Regions from separate parts of the Ovis aries genome. Here region 1 is linked to region 2. A link is a contact called in public Hi-C data. All regions are on one chromosome and are shown on one strand. Each heading gives the region's core, a stretch centred on a gene start, on an enhancer-like site or on the middle of the called end of the contact. The rest is flanking DNA. Distances are from core to core; before and after follow the strand shown.

Region 1 (3,820 bases), core at 1,012-3,511, 73 kb after region 2:
CTGGATGCCTTACTCTCAGCAGTCAGAGGCTCGCTTGCTCTGTGCGGATGCTCATTTTCTCTTCCGGCCCCCAGCTGTTTGGGACCTCTGCAGCTTCATCCTCTCACCCATTGAAGAGTGGCCTTCTCAGTATTTCCCCCTTCCTGTTTATAAATTGTCGAAGCCACAAAGCACAGTTTTGGGGATCACAGGGGGCTGGGATTTCAGAAGGGCGTTTGTGTGATGGCCCCACTCACCATGGGATGTCCCTCCTTGCTGTGTTCTCAGACTCCTAATAAAGAGACCAAGTGGAACATGAACGTTCTTGTTGTGCCTTTTTTTTTTTTTTTTTTTTTAAAGAAAAAGCTGCCTCAGCTTCCCTCTCCATAGCTTTTGGTATTTCTTGAAGCCTTCATTTAGATACTGAAGCTTAAATTTCTGGAAACATCCCACTCTGAGTTCTGGAGACCATTCTGAAAAGGCTCTCTGTGGACTGACCAACAAATTAAGCTCTTGTGAAATATTAATAGGATTCTTTGGCCACACAGGTATTTTCTATACTGAATAGAATATCTCAGGACACTTAGGGGTTATCGTTGGGCTACCAAATATTTGAAAGTCATATTGTATACTGCCATTTTCGCAGAGTAGTGTTGAGAGTGCGAAAGTTGAAAATGTTCTCTGGCAGTGTTAATTAGATAAATCTTGTAATTTGTATATTTCACATTTCCGTTTAATTTTCCTAACATGTTAATGATGGCAGGCAGGATGAGGATGAAAGTTAATAGAGGGTGTGGTATAAAAACCAATGCTCATGCCCAACTCAAGCCTTTCCGGCCTTCCTTACACTTTCATCATAACTGGGGTCCCAGGCACAAGACTGGAGGGGAGAGCCAGCTCCAAGGGGCAGTTGCTAATTTATCGTTAGAGGTACGAAAATAATATGTAAAGAACGCATCATGCGAAGGGGGTGTGTTACAGCACTTGACACTTGACGTAATTGTAACAGTAGCACCCAGTGAACAGATCTGTTGTTGACTTGTGTTTCGTAGGTGAGATTAGGAGAGGTGAGTCTGACTCTTGTGACACAGTCTACACTAAGAGGAACATTCAGATCAAATGGTCTCATGTAGGGACTTCCCTGGCAGTCCAGTGGTTAGGACTCTGGGCTTCCACTGCAGGGGATGCAGGTGCGATCCCTGGTCCGGGAACTGAGATCCCCTTGCTGCGCGGCACGGCCAAAAATAAAAGCCTCGTGTGTTTTGACTGAAAGGTTTTGGGGGCTTGTTGACCCTTCTATGTAATTTAAGAGAAGAGAGGATATACCCTTTCTGCCTTGGGTATATTTAGTTTTCTTCAGGGGAATTTCCAGTATTTGGATGAGTTCTCATTTTAGGTGTAGGAATAGGTTTTTTGCATAGGGAACCTGGAGGCTGGACACTGGGTTGTGTCCTTTTTTAATTTTTTTATGTGGGCCATTTTAAAAGTTTAATTACTGAGTTTGTTACAGCATTGCTTCTCTTCTATGTTTTGATTTTTTTGCATGCGAGGCATGTGGGATCTTAGTCCCCAGCCAGGGATTGAATCTGCATTGGAAGGCCAGGTCTTAACTGCCAAGGAAGCCCCTCCCGTCCTGCCCCTCCCATCCTGCTTGAGGCCTACAGACACCCCCTGGCTTTCCTGGGTCCTTTGCTGTGCTGTCTGCAGGCTCCCTTTTCACGGTGATACCTGTGGTGCGGGAAAGGAAGTGGATGAGAACGCATTTGAGTCCTGGCCTGACAGTGGCTAGGGCTCTCTGGCCTGGAGATGGCTGTGGGCGCTGTTGCTCCCGTGAGTAACCCCTGGTCTCCGAGCATCCTGCTCGGTCAGGGCTCAAGCGCTGACCCCACGCCCTGTGTCGTGCTGGGCGGGTTTTCCCGCTCCCGGCCCCGTGATATATGGCAAACTGGTCTAGTGTGACTCTGCCTTTGGTGGTGATGGCAGCAGTCTAGCTGGGCAGGAAGTCTAGCCTGTCACTGCCACCCCTGCCACCCTGGCCTGGGGACAGTGCTCTGGGGACAGCACCTGGGTCTGCTGAGACAGCTGCTTCCTCACCTGTGAGCTTGTCCCCGCCCCACCCCGAGTCAGCATCCCTCACTCGAGCTGCAGGGTTGGGCTGGCATCTGCGCCAAGCTCTTGCCCTCATTCTTCCCCGAGTTTGTGTCTTTGACTTGGAGACGTCCGCTCCCTTGCCCTCCGGAACGAACTCCCACTTGGCGTCATGGAGCGGTGCTCAGGCCTTTTGTCTCAGCAGCACGTGTCTCAGCGTGTCTCAGCACACGCTCAGAGGTGACTTAGGAGCTGGCACACCCCTGACCTGAGTTCAGAGCTGGCAGCCCTGGCACCCTCGGGCATCCACAGGTTGTTTTTTTTTTAGGAAAAGGGAATTCAGGACTCTCTCCCCCAGAATCTTGTCATCTATTCAGTGACTTTGGTTTTAACTTGGTTGGTCTGAGTTTCCCTGGTGGCTCAGACGGTAAAGCGTCTGCCTGCAATGTGGGAGACCTGGGTTCAATCCCGGGGTTGGGCAGATCCCCTGGAGAAGGAAATGGCAACCCACTCCAGTATTCTTGTCTGGCAAATTCCAGGGACTGAGGAGCCTGGCGGGCTACGGTTCCATGGACTGAGGAGCCTGGTGGGCTACAGTCCATGGGGTCGAAAAGTCAGACATGACTGAACGACTTTACTTGGTCTGAAACCAAGGTGACAGCTCTTTAGCGTGAGCTAGGCTGCCACCTGCTGTCCTCTGGGCTGTGGTGGCGGTGGTGGTGGGTGGCAGAGGGTTAGAACCACCGAAATAGAAAAGGGCAAGAACAGCTCTGACCTCCGAAGGCAGGGCTTATGTTCTCTTTTCCCAGGTGAAGAGCAGCTTTATTGTATCAACGGCTTTTGCTTCCATTGGTTCTGACAGGGAGTCCTGGCCCCATAGCCCCCTCCTGTTCACACAGAGACAGGGCTGAGGCTGGGAGCTGCCCCAGTACTTCTAAGCATGGTTTTTAAACTGTGTGGCCAAGAGTGTTGATAAATTGCCTGAAAAGACTCTTCCTGGTTGTGGGGAGGGGGAACAGGATGCTGTCCTGGAGAGAGGTTAGAGGTCAGGGTCTGGACACGCTCCAATGCCCCAGAAGGACACGGCGAGGGAGGGGCTGTCGCCTTGAGGGCTCTGTGACATGAAGGTGGGGAGTCGACCTGAGGGGACCCCTGCTGCCTCCTTGCCCACCTGCACCTGGCGGGCACCTGTGACCTCGCCTGTTGTTCCAACGTCCTTTCTCCCTCCCCTCCGCCAGGAAAGCAGGTGCTTCAGAGGAGAGCCGGTGACACGCTGTGGGTGCCAACCGCAGGCCACGTGATTTCAGGCTCAGGATACGGACTCCACGTGCACGCCTCGCACATCACGGTCACCTCTTCCAGGGAGGCCGGCTGAATGTAGAGATCGGAGGCCACCCCAGGGTTTCTGCACGGTTCTGCCTTCAGCGTCACTCCCACAGTGGGGACTGCAGTCCCTGGGGTGCCAGGTCTGCATGGGAGGAAGCTGTGGCCCTGAGACCCCTGGGTGGGGGGCGTGCCCAGATGCATCCGTCTCCCCCACTGGACTCCAATTTGCAAATAGGAATGCTCCCCAAAGCTACAGCCGCAAGGCCAGAATCAGGTGGTCTTTCTTGTGGATCATCAGCCAGAAAAAGACCACCCTGAGTCCTTGGGCCTCCAGGGGGTCTAGAGCCTTCAGGACCCCCCTGATTTTGCCTCCCTGAAGACCAGTCTTTTGCTAGGACCCCTCTGGCTGCAACTGGTCCTGCCCCCT
Region 2 (4,095 bases), core at 385-2,884:
TGGGAAGAATCAGTTCAGTGTGATTTTACTAATTCTTTTTTTCCACACTGCGAGACCTCTAGTAGGTGGATGCCCTTCACACATTAAACCCAGCTCTTTTGCAAACAGCCGTCTGTTCCTGGGCTGGGAAGGTCCCCCGGAGGAGGACGTGGCAACCCACTCCAGATTCTTGCCTGGAGAATCCCATGGACAGAGGAGCCTGGCGGGGTACAGTCCACAAGGTCACAAAGAGTTGAATGTGACCTAGTAACAACACACAGCACAAAATTCCCCAGCCAGGGATCGAGCCCGGTCCCTCGCAGTGAGAGCTCGGAGTCCCAGCCACTGGACCGCCAGGGAACTCCCATATTTTACTAATCTGTTAAAAATTGAGTGTGGAAGGACGATGAGGGGAGTGCCCGGTCCAGCTGGGATGGGCCCCCGAGACACGGGTGATGACAGTGGAGCTCGGGCTCGGAAGTGGCTTGGGTCAGCTTCTGAGCCGGCAGCCAGATGCTCTTCTTGCTTGATGGTCATCATCCCAGAGGTGGGGAGTCACTGTAGTTTCCACAGAGGACTGACTGTACCAGCTGCTCTGCGTACATCATCTATAATTCCCTCGGTACCTCCGCAAGGTTGGTGTCATTATCCACAAGTTCCGGATGGGAGGAAAGACTCAGAGAAGCGGAGGAACATCAGGAACATCCTCTGACTCACACAGCTGCTAGCTGATGCTGACTGACTCCAGGGGCCCTTCTGGCTCCTTGGTGGGTTTCTGAGTGATCCCAGGATGTGAAGTAAGAGGGGCCTGTTTCCTTCTGAGCCTCAGATGTGCGCACTGATCTGCCCCTCAGACCACCATGAATTTAGGATGAGGAGGGTGAGCAGGGAAATTTCTTCTGATGGAGGCACAAGGCTGTCCTCAACCTAAGGTAGGACCAGCGGTGCAGGGCTGTGGGCTCAGAGAATCTGCCTTGCACACAGGGGAGACAGCTGTTTGCAGAAGAGCTGGGTTTAAAATGTGAAGGGCATCAGCCTGCTAGAAGTCAGTGTCTAGGCACTCAAAACTGACTCTGCACGAGCGGACATTGGGCCTTCCTGATAGCATCTCCCCAGGTGGCGCTAGTGGTGAAGAACCCGCCTGCCAATGCAGGAGAAGTAAGAGACACAGGTTCGATCTCTAGACCAGGAAGATCCCCTGGAGAAGGAAATGGCAACCCATTCCAGTATTCTTGCCTGGGAAATCCCATGGACAGAGGAGCCTGGCAGACTACAGTGGATGGGGTTGCGAAAGTCAGGCTCGACTGAGCTCACACACACACACACACAAGAAACTAAAATCAGTACAGTCTGTCCCCAAAGCCTCCTCCTTCGTAAGATGTGTGAACGGATAATAACTTCCTAGACCTGTTTCTAACCTCTGCTATGGTCAGTTGGACCCCTTTGGATGACCAGATGAGGAGGGCATTTCTTGGAGGCAGACCTGAGCCTTGAGCTTGGCTTCATCATGGGCCCGTCTAGCTTTGGAGAAACCCAGAGGACACAATGTGCACTGAAGGGGCGCTCAGCTGGTCCCAGTCCAGGGGACAGCAGCCCGAGAGGAGCCTCTGTTGATGCCAGTACCCACACAGGTCTGGGCAGGGCAGAGCTGGCCACTGCATGCCCTCCGCCCACCCTGGCCAGGGACCAGCCAGCAGAGGCCGCCAGCCAGCACGTGGATGTCACGTTCTCTCTAAAGAAAGCCCCTGCGGTCATCTCTGCTTCTGCTTCTACCAGTCCTGAGTCTGGCCACAAATTGAGGGCTTTTCCAGATAAAAATTCTGTTAAGCTACAGGTCAGTGTGACCCTGTAAGATAGGGACTTGCTTCTTAACCCCAGAGTCAGACACCAGAATTCCGGCCTGGCTCTGCTCTTGGCTTGTGCGAGAGCCCTGGATGCAGCCCTGGATTCCAGGCTTTGGTTTGTTATCCAGTGCTTCCCGCTCCAAGGCGGGCTCTGTGAAGCTCGGCTGCCACAGAGACAGGCAAGAACTTTGAGCAGTGTGCCCACTCCCACTCTTAGCTGGTATTTAGGTGTGCTGTGGACTGACCCAGTGATCCCTGGCTTGTTTTCTGAGCCCCTTATTGTGTATTCCCCACAAAGTGGTTAAAAAACAAAAATGAAAAAAAACAAAACACTCTCTTGGCCAAATAGACTTTTTTTTTTTTTTTTTGGTAACAAAAAGAACCAAAGTGGAAATAAAGGCTGTCTTTCTAAGCAGAAAGAAGCTATTTCTCACCAGGATAGGTAACTGAGAATTATAGATTTCACTCCCCAGAGAAGTTTAAGGAAATAAGGGGCATTGAGATGTTTGGGGAACTTTAGTAGTGTCTGGAGACAGGTTGAAAACCAGATACTCCCTGGAGACTCGTTTCAGCTACAGGACTGTGAGGCCTGCCTCCCTCAGGGGAGGTAACCACACACACCAGGACCGGCTCAGGTTTGGTGCAGAGGATGGGCTAAGTCATCTCAGGCAGTTCCCTTAGCAATAAAACAGGGATCATAATATGTGTTAGTTGCTCAGTCATGTCTGACTCTTTTTGACCCCATGGACTGTGTCTCAGGCTTCTCTGTCCATGGGATTCTCTAGGCAAGAATAGTGGAGTGGGTAGCCATTCCCTTCTCCAGGGGATCTTCCCAACCCAGGGTTCGAACCTGGGACTCCCACATCGCAGGCAGATTCTTTACCATCTGAGCCACCATAATATATTTCCTTCAGATAAGATAAAGTCTGTGAAAGCTTTCTGTAAAACATTGTCTTATTTTTTAAAATTTTATGATTTTTTAAAATACATATGTAGAAAGTTCACTGTGGCCTAGTTTATTTTTTTCTTTATACATTTGGGCTTCACAGTGCAGCATGTAGGATCTTAATTCCCAGATCAGGGATCAAAGCCACGCTTGCTGTGGTTGAAGTGCAGAGTTTTAACCACTGAACTCCCAGGGAAGTCCCATAAGGTCTTTTTAAAGGAGATATTGGTACTTGTATCAAGGCAAGATCAAACGTAACATGGTTTTTAAAAAGCACACAACTATGACATGTAAGATCTTTGGAATCATCTCTCAGTCAAAGTTGCGGCTTCACAGGTGGCTCAGTGGTAAAGAACCTGCCTGCCAATGCAGGAGATGAGGGTTCGATCCCTGGGTCGGGAAGACCCCAGGAGAAGGAAATGGCAACCCACTCCAGTACGCTTGCCTGGAGAATCCCATGGACAGAGGAGCCTGGTGGGCTATATCCGGGATTCGAAAAGAGTCAGACATGACTGAGGATGCATGCACGCACTTGATCAGAGCCAATCGAAAATGCAAGGAATCTAATCTGGATTTGTTTGGCTTTTCGAATACCCAGAAATTCACCATTCTTCTCTAGGTTGACTTTGATTTTTCTTGAGAAGGGGACCACTGTGCTCTTCCAAAAGAAGTCATTAAAAAAATATATTAAAAAAACTTTTTTGGCTGCACTGTGTGGCAAGTGGGACCCTAGTTCCTCCTCCAGGGATCAAACCTGACTCCTCTGCATTTGAAGGTGGAATCAACCACAGGAAAGTCTGGAAACCACTTTTTAAGTCTATTTCCTGCTGTTTCTGGACCTTAGGGAACTTCAAAAGGGCAAAGAAACCTTGCACAGAAGCAGCAAGGAAGCAAGCCCAACCCTGGACCTCTGGAAGATGTGGCCAAGGAACCAGGCCCTTACTCCACCCTCCACAGGGTCTGGCCACCCACTCAGAGCCCTGTCTCCTCGCTGCCTACACCCCAGGCCACGCAGCCACTTGGAGGGCCCAGACCTGGGACTGCTCTGCAGTCACAGAGTCTACAAGTTGAGAAGCAGGTCTTTACTCAGGGTGGTGATTCTGCTACCATCATCCCTGGCCTTGATTTCAGTGAGGCAAGCAGTTGTCTAGAGATGCCCTGAACAGCAAAGCTCACACATTCTCTTGTTTATCTGGGGAAATGCCTTCTAACTCTAAACAATTGACTTACCAACTCCCTGAGAACAATGCCCATTCATCAGACGGGGACATTCTGCTCCCTGGGAGAGGGAGTGGGCGGGGTGTCACCCTGCAAGCTGGCAGACAC

Evidence for each region. A called contact is a pair of places that touch in the nucleus more often than the background predicts.
Region 1: a Hi-C map of muscle shows a contact between it and region 2, with 11 times the contacts expected there. The contact joins two enhancer-like sites. A contact is called at or near these places in 9 of 16 Hi-C or Micro-C datasets (blood, hypothalamus, liver and 5 more).

Annotation. Positions count from the first base shown.
Region 1 is chr3:214,063,265-214,067,084 of ARS-UI_Ramb_v3.0, forward strand. ADIPOR2 (adiponectin receptor 2) reads left to right here. Exons shown (of 8, transcript XM_004007604.4): 8 at 1-299. Among named protein-coding and RNA genes, the nearest start is that of LRTM2, 16 kb to the right of the region's middle. Within about 2 kb of position 2,262, at least 3 of the 54 cell types and tissues checked have an H3K27ac peak or open chromatin away from gene starts, as enhancers often do. A contact at or near this core is called in muscle, where this site is marked.
Region 2 is chr3:213,991,262-213,995,356 of ARS-UI_Ramb_v3.0, forward strand. No RefSeq gene overlaps it. Among named protein-coding and RNA genes, the nearest start is that of ADIPOR2, 30 kb to the right of the region's middle. Within about 2 kb of position 1,635, at least 14 of the 54 cell types and tissues checked have an H3K27ac peak or open chromatin away from gene starts, as enhancers often do. A contact at or near this core is called in muscle, where this site is marked.